Linked DNA regions of Xenopus laevis: region 2 is linked to region 1. Evidence: chromatin contacts called from public Hi-C data. All regions are on one chromosome and are shown on one strand. Each heading gives the region's core, a stretch centred on a gene start, on an enhancer-like site or on the middle of the called end of the contact. The rest is flanking DNA. Distances are from core to core; before and after follow the strand shown. Region 1 holds the start of ghsr.L (growth hormone secretagogue receptor type 1). Region 2 overlaps fndc3b.L (fibronectin type III domain-containing protein 3B).

The links. Hi-C and Micro-C count contacts between places; a contact is called where the count stands out from the background.
Region 2: a contact with region 1 is called in a Hi-C map of the XTC cell line, with 2.7 times the contacts expected there. The contact joins the enhancer-like site here to the promoter of ghsr.L in region 1. A contact is called at or near these places in 2 of 4 Hi-C or Micro-C datasets (the XL177 cell line and the XTC cell line).

What each region holds. Positions count from the first base shown.
Region 1 is chr5L:118,157,619-118,161,770 of Xenopus_laevis_v10.1, reverse strand. ghsr.L (growth hormone secretagogue receptor type 1) reads right to left here and starts at 1,991. Exons shown (of 2, transcript XM_018263688.2): 1 at 1,212-1,991. The coding sequence starts at 1,986.
Region 2 is chr5L:118,251,657-118,256,315 of Xenopus_laevis_v10.1, reverse strand. It overlaps fndc3b.L (fibronectin type III domain-containing protein 3B), which reads left to right. Exons shown (of 26, transcript XM_018263689.2): 7 at 2,061-2,119. Among protein-coding and RNA genes, the nearest start is that of ghsr.L, 94 kb to the right of the region's middle. Within about 2 kb of position 2,310, at least 3 of the 7 cell types and tissues checked have an H3K27ac peak or open chromatin away from gene starts, as enhancers often do.

The DNA of each region.
Region 1 (4,152 bases), core at 742-3,241:
AATATAAATGGATAGCATTCATAATGTCGTGATGTTTCTGAAACCCTCACTGCAGGAGAGGGGCTTATTGACGTTTGGTGGAAATCCATGGTGTGTTAAAGGGATAAAAGCTTGCTTAGGTACAATCATTGGTTCCTATGGCAACCTACAGTAAAATAGTTTTTTATTAGACAGTTACTTTCTTGAGTCTTTTTTTAACCTACCTAATTGCCCCATTTTCTTCTGGACTTTTCATTGGGTGTTTGAAAAGAACATGACTGCAGTTTCTCTGTAACTGATACCAAAAACAGTATATTGGTTTTCCATATACCTACCTAGTTCCTCCACTTGCTGTAAACTAACTTCACAACATCTCTCATCAGCTTCTGGCTATTCCCACCAGCTAGAAGGGCTAACATTATATGGTCCTCTATTTAACTGTTAGAGTGTTGCACAAGGTATTACACATAATTGAGTTGCATGCTCCAAGAGCAAAGAAAGATCCGTTTTATTAACAATACACATCTATGTATTTTGTAAATAGCTGAATTTAAAGGAAATCCCTATATGCTTTACAGCAATATTTTAGTCACTCTATTAAGAATAACATAGGAGCTTATGTAAGTGCCAGTACGTATTTGGGAACTATAATGATTTCAGAGATTAACCTTTACTGCGCTGTTAAAATCTCCTTTCCAACGCTTGTGCTTCTCTGAACCATTCTCCTCTTCTAGCCTCTGTAGAATTAACATGGTGTTAATAAAGATGTGCCATTTTTTTTGTGCAGAAATATATGTTTCCCTTTCCACCTGTTTGTTTCTGTTATTGCATTAAGATAAAAAAGTGATGTTAAAATGAAGCAATAATGTATATGCTAACACTGCTTACTAGTAATGGTGATGCAAGGACAGGCGAATGCATGTTTTCTAGTAATATATACAGTTATAAATCATGCCTTTTTAGGCACTATTCATAGGGAGTCAGAGAAAAAGAAAAACTGGGAGTCTGCAAGTCAAGGGAGGGGGTGAAAGAATGAAACACGTTTGCCCAATATGCCTCTTTGCATAGTGTAAATGCTCATGCCAAAAATTCCCTTAAGATGATAGCACATGCAGACATTACAGAATATTTGTGAAATGCAATGTACTGGGTGAAGACATACCCTGGACAGAGAACGTAGCCAGCAATGTAAGCACAAAATACAGTATATGGAATGCAAAAGAGATCCATACCTAACATTTTCACAGTCTGTTTGTTATGCTTGTCCCTTATAGAGATGTGTGGACCTATATTCTCTCTCTTTCTTCTCCACAGCTTTCTGCCTATGAGAGTGTAGAGGACGGTGAGGCAGAAGACAGGCAAGAAGAAGAACACACTAGATGTCCAGACCATTATAGTTAGGAGACCTGACTTTATGGCATACTCTGTTGCTTTGCACTCGTTTGTGTCCAGAGGGTTTGTTCCATTTTCATGTTCAACTCCAACCAAGACAAAGATTGGCCCCGCGCTGACAAATGACACTGCCCAGAGGACAGAGATGACCAGCTTTACTCTACCTCTGGTTATCACTACCTTAGCTTTCAAGGGAAAACAGATAGCAAAATAACGTTCTACACTGAGAGCTGTGATGTTCAGTATAGTGGAGTAAGTGCAGCACTCACTGACGAACTGAAAGAGTTTGCAGAGGGTGCTCCCAAAATTCCATGGTCTGTACTGCCAGAGTCTGTAGAGATCGAGAGGCATACAGAGGAAAATGAGAAGATCCGAAAATGCCATACTGGATAAATAGAGATTGGTCGTAGTCCTCATATCCTTATACTTGGACACCACTAACATAGTCATCACGTTCCCAAATATTCCTATGATGAAAAGAAGAATACATGTGACAGTTATCCCAGTCAACACCGGGACAGGGAACAGAAAAACAGGATCTTCCGGCCAGGAATAGTTGTTGCTGCTGTAATAGTAATCCATAGTCAGATTCTGAAAATATATATCAGGGGACATGCTCTTAGTTCATAGATTCCCACAAAACAAATCCATGGTATCAGAAAACATATCAGCAACTCTAGTCACTCATTGATCCCACGGCTCTCATTCCCTACACAGGACAAAAGGTTTCATTTCCTTTTATTCCACAGCCCAGGAGCACCTTGCAAGCAAAACATTTCTGTCTTACAAGATGTTCTTTAGTTGGTACACATACAGGAACAAATCCTCTGGCCACCCTTCTATTCCTGGCCAGTCTCCTGTATAGAATACTGTGTAACTGACCATATATGCTGCCAGCTGATGGAATCAGGCTTTATGAGGGGGGAGCTGCTCCATGTCTGCAGTGTGCTGTGTGCAGTCCCCTTCTCCTGTTCCATAGGGGTGCATTATACCACAAGAGCTTTGCTTGTGGAAAGAAGCCAAGGGACCCTAGCCCGCCTCTTCTCTGTCCCCTCCCTTGAAGCATCTTTAAGTCTGTTTGCTGTCAGGATACAGTGAAAGCTGGAGCAGAAGCAATCACTTTCAGACACAGAGCTTCTCTCTTACACAGGGACTGGGGCAGAACATCTGGGAAAGTACTGAATCATGATGCTCAAATGTATCATTTCCATGCTGGTGGGTGTCTTTGGGGGCTTTCACTAGTACGTATCTCATAGAGGCTGAGAAGCATCACAAACAAGTTATGGAATAAGAACTACGGCTAAAGAGATAGAACACTAACCCAAATTCCCCCGTTGGAAGTAATCATGCCATTCAGCTAATAGATTAGTTTGTTTATCACTCTCATTCAATTACGCTAGCAGCTGTACGGCTCAGTTCATATCCCAGAATATTATGTAAATGTTTACTTAATGGGCAACTGACTATCCTTTGCTGCACAGGGGGCCAGCTGTTCTCTATATGAATGCCATGAGTTAAACCAATATACAGGTGCCAAAGTGCATCGCACAAGGGAGAGCTTCAATGTCAGGGAGCCGGCAACATGGTAAAGAGCATTTAAAGAACACACAAATAATAAACCTGCTGGGGGTATTGTGTGTTATAGTGTTACTGTTGTGCCAATAAAATAACTAGGGGGAAATTTATTAACTGGGAACACTGATCAAGATCAACACTGTCTTTATACATTAAGGGACAGTTTTAGAGTTCAGCAGAGAGGAAATTTGTCCCTGTCCCCACCCCAATTTTAGATATATATCACGGATGCCCAACCTGCTGGTGTTGTCAAACTACAACTCCCAACCTTAGAAACAGCTAATGTGCCATATCATCAATGTATCTGAGACTTGTGCTATGGCATTTTCAGATATGCACTGTACATCATAGCAATGGCGCAGACATATATTTACTGCAAGTGTACATTTATTAGTCTGAATTACAATATATCTGGAGTGGTTTTTATTTTTTACCAGGTGGGTGTAGTTAGAATAGCACTTCCAGATAAACCACATGTTACCTGCAAAGGGGAAATATTATGGTATGGAAAGTTTGTGCTGGCTAAGCAGGGAATCTGTACCACTAATGCAGCTTGATTGAGAACCCCTTGTAATAAAGATCCAGGCAATTCAGCATTATAAAATGGCTTTTTTTCCCCAGCTTCATTTTAAATCTAAGGTATATACTGTACACTGGTGGCTGTAGGATATAGGATTAAGAAAGTTTTTCTCTAATAAATTTAAAGACACAAGGACTTGTGATCAAAACAGCATTAAAGTTAAATATCAATAATGCAGTAAATACTTTAGTGCCAATTATTGCTTTCTAATGGATGCAAACTTGGGAAGTACCAAATCATGCTCTCCAAAAGTGGGTGGGGAGTCATTCAGATCATGTGGGTGTCTGTGCATAACTATGACTGGATTTGAAGTCTTAATTGGCCCACTTCTTAAAATTCAACTGGAAAAGCTTGGAAACCCCATTGGATGAATGCCATATCTACAGTATCTAAAAATTCACCCATGTAAGGCCAGCTTCATAGACTGTTTAAAAAATCCTATGCAGCACTCAGTAACTTGTTTATACAGAGAATAAGAAGCCAGACTTTTCCCAGTGTGCTTAAATAAAACAGGCGAACTAGCATTGGAGATTAATTTGTGTATGGACATTTTTCTGTTTAAGATGGAAGATCTGGGTACCATAAGTGAATGTACATATATGAGCAATCAGCATGTGTGTTTGGAA
Region 2 (4,659 bases), core at 1,061-3,560, 94 kb before region 1:
TATTGTTACTTTTTATAACTCATCTTTCTATTCAGGCCCTCTCTTATTCACATTCCTTTCTCTTCTTAAAATCAATGCATGGTTGCTAATTTGGAGAAACTGGTGAACTTCTGAATAAAAAGCTAAATTAATCAAAATACACAATTTCACAATGTAGTTGTGAGCTGCTGGTCTCATGTGCCCTCTGCTGGGCAAGTGGGTTATTTTCATAACTAGATGATCAGTCCTTTGTATAAAGAATTTTTCTCAAAAGTCCTCACCCTCCTCTTTTCCTGCCAAAATAAAATTTTTCTGTACTGTGTAATTTGACCTCATCATACATTAACATACAGATGCTTTCACTGGCTGCTGCTTTTATAGGGGCCTATAATTTTGCTTAAAATGATAATTTTTGTTGTTATAAAATACATATAAAGAATGAAGATACTCCGTGGGGGCCTTTTATCAGCTGACTGCAAGCTCTTCATTTTAGTGATTGTGTGACACCAGAAGTGCAGCCCAGAGAGTTTAGTTATTCTGTGCCATGTGCTAATTTGACCTCCAACCCCAATGAGTTCATTTAAAAAGCTATGGATAAGTATACTTTTTTTTATTATTTTTGTTATTATTTATAAAGCATCAACATATCCTGCAGTGCTGCACAGTAAATGGGCGTGTATATTGACCATACAGATTACATTTGAATCATAAACAATACAAGAGAAAAAATATAGGACCCTTCCCAAAATAGTTTACCATCTGAAAGGGTTCATGGGCTCAGTTTTCAAACATTTCTAGACCAGTCAGGACTAATTGGTTGTTGATAAACAGTGGCAAATTAGGCTTTTATTTACCCATATACATTGTTTTGTGAGTTACCTTGAATAAGCAATGTCTTAAGCCGCTTTGGAATCTGTGCAAATTCTGTAGAATACAAAGAATAAATATGGTATTTGTGGTTAAGGTAAAGTGACAGTTTGATGTGTGCCCTTCATATAGGTTACAAACAGGATCAGATTGGCACATTGGGACAAAGGTAAAAATCCTGGTGGGTCTTGGAGTTTTTGAGGTACCCCCAGTCCAACACTGGTTGCCTATGAAATCATAATTTCTTTATTTCTTGTACATTGAGTATGACTCAAGAAATAAATGGCCACTAGCCAGTGTAGGACTGTGCTTCTTTTGCAACTTAGAAAATAAGTCTGATCTGATCATACGTTTCTATGCACTGTGCCAACATAAGTCCTTCTCCTCCCCTATGTTTCAGACTGGGTGATGTAGATAGGGCTTATGTATTAAGAAAGGTGCCCTATCTAACAATTTGTACAGTATATAGAAGTTACTGGACCTTATTGGATTCCCAGTGTTTCATAGGATTAGAGTCCTGTGCGGAACCAATTTGTTAAAACCGACCCGCAACCCACATACTTACTTGCTTGCACATACGACCCACGTCTATACCCGCTCCCGAAACTTCTACCTGCAACCCGCAGGGTACCGCGGGTTTTTGCGGGTAGCCCGTGGGTTCCCGACCCGCTGCAGGACTCTAACTCAGATACAGGTATGGGACCGATTATCCAGAATGCTCAGGACCTGGGGGTCTCCAAATAAAGGATCTTTCTGTAATTTTGATCTCCATACATTAAGTCTAGCAAAAATTATTTAACCATTAAATAAACCCAATAGCATTGTTTTGCTTCCAATAAGTCTTAGTTGGGATCAAGTACAAGATACTGTTTTATTATTAAAAACAAAAAGGAAATCATTTTTAAAAACTCGTATTTTTTTTAAATTGTCTTTACAGGAGATGCCTTTCGGAATAACGGGTTTTCGGATAACAGATACAATACCTGTATATAATATTATTATTAACATTTATTTATATAGCGCAAGCATATTTCGCAGCACTGTAAAGTATATGTGTTTATTATTATACAATATTTAATGTAGCCACCTCATATAGAAGCCACTGTGTGTGAAAAGTAGCTCGCAATTACTTGGGATCTTTATATGGACATATTTTCTTTAAATAGTCTGACTGCAAAGGGAGACTTAAGCTGTTTGTTTTATTTTCATTGCAGAGTATGAATCGGATGTAAAGAAGTCTCATGAAGTCCTTACTGGGATAGAGAAACTGATGGTAAGTGTGAGGAAAGATTCTATATCACATTGATAGCTTTCAGAGCTTTTCCCAGCATCGTGCAGCAGCTGGTCTTTGCCCAATAAATCGGGGGCAGTAAAGTGTTTCTGTAATCCTAAACCCTACAAGACATTCTTTGTCTGTCCAAGGAAGAAAGCAGAGCAGACCTAAAGCAGCTGTATTTGTCCTGTGCTACTTCCCGGGCAGTTAGTGTTACGGAAGTCAATGGAGTAGCTGTAATGTAGTCTCTATTGTGCAGGGAGCTGTGAATTGTTTACTATACAAATGTTTATAGACTACGGGGGTCTTGTATAGACTTGAAGGGAAATATAGCATATGTATAAGATAGAAGTATGGGGGTTCCTCATTCAGTATACAAAACTGTCAGTCACTGCATGTTTGAGTTTATACATGCTGTAAAAGTTGCCATATTGCTTATCTCATAAGAGAAATGTAATACATTTTTGAAACAATGGAAGCTATGTTTGACCAGAAGAAGTGCAGTTCCCTCAAATGAGGTAGAACGTTATTTGCATCTATAGTTACCTTGTATTTATAAATAAAATGCTGTAAGTATAAGGATTAATCCCTCTATTAATAAGCTGTATGTATTTTTTCCATTCCCCTCATGCAGCAAAATTTCCAACATTTTAGAAGTGACAGAAACTTCCCTTTTAGATGTAGGAGGTGGATTTTTTCTAGATTTCTGAAAAACCAAAGTTAAAATATGTTTTAAGCACCTTAAAAGGCTTGATGGGGTTGGGTGTTTTTCTCTGAGAATTTGATCATCTGAATCTTGCAATTCATTCAAATCCCAAATTGAGTCCTGGATTCAGAGTACTTCTATTTTATATGTAGATAGGGATTACTATATAAAGGCAACAATGTGTACATAGTTACAAAATTACATAGTTAAATTGGGTTGAAAAAAGACAAAGTCCATCAAACCCAACCCCTCCAAATAAAAACCCAGCATCCATACACACACCCCTCCATACCATCAAAAAAATTAAATATACCCATATTTATACTAACTATAGAGTTTATATCACAATAGCCTTCGATATTATGTCTGTCCAAGAAAACATCCAAGCCATTCTTAAAGGCATTAACAGAATCAGCCATCACATCATCACCCGGCAGTGCATTCCACAACCTCACTGTCCTCACTGTGAAGAACCACCTACGCTGCTTCAAATGAAAGTTCTTTTCTTCTAGTCTGAAGGGGAGGCCTCTGGTACGGTGATCCACTTTATGGGTAAAAAGGTCCCCTGCTATTTGTCTATAATGTCCTCTAATGTACTTGTAAAGTGTAATCATGTCCCCTCACAAGCGCCTTTTTTCCAGAGAAAACAACCCCAACCTTGACAGTCTCCCCTCATATTCTAAGTCTTCCTTCCCTCTAACCAGTTTAGTTGCACTTAGTCTCTGCACTCTCTCCAGCTCATTTATATCCCTCTTAAGGACTGGAGTCCAAAACTGCACTGTATACTCCAGATGAGGCCTTACCAGGGACCTATAAAGAGGCATAATTATGTTTTCATCCCTTGAGTTAATGCCCTTTTTTATGCAAGACAGAACTTTATTTGCTTTAGTGGCCGCAGTATGAAACTGCCCAGAATTAGACAAAAACCCTAAGATCCCTCTCAGTTAAGGAAACGCCTAACACACTGCCATTTAGTGTATAACTTGCATTTATATTATTTTTGCCAAAGTGCATAACCTTGCATTTATCAACATTGAACCTCATTTTCCAGTTTGCTGCCCAGTTTTCCAGTTTAGACAAATCACTCTGCAAAGTGGCAGCATCCTGCATGGAACCTATAGTTCTGAACAATTTAGTATCATCTGCAAAAATAGAAACAGTACTTTCAATGCCTTCAGGTCATTAATAAACAAGTTGAAAAACAAAGGACCAAGTACTGAGCCCTATGGTACTCCACTAACAACACTGGTCCAATTAGAAAATGTTTACTTGTATAAAATGTTTACTTGTATATAGAGTATACACAGACATATTTGTATACATGTTACTTTTTAATATGGGAAATCCCGCTATTCTAAAAGCTATTCTATATGTCTTATAGTTATAGTGCTCTGATAGTGCTAAAATTACTATTATGAAGTCCACATAATATCCTAGCAAATAATTACCACCAGCAGAAAGTTTGAGCTATATTAAAAGTCTCAGGAGTTTTATGAGTAAATAATGCGTCACTTCTGCTTAAATATTTCATAAATCCCCCTACTTGAAGCTTTTCTATTTCAATATGCAGTGTGCTGTTAGCCTCTGTCCTTATTAATGATGCTTTCTGTTTGTAGTGGATAAATGATTTATGCCATTATAATGACTATGGCACACATCATAAAAAATCCATATGTTAATTGCTTTTTTTAGCCCGTCCAAATGAGATTTTGAAATATGCAATCTCATCCTTACGTTCACTATATTTGCTAATATCGCTTGTATTTCATCAAGAGGTTCATAGCTGTTCTGCATAATGTTGCCTTCAAAATCATCAAAACAGTCATAGTGAGTC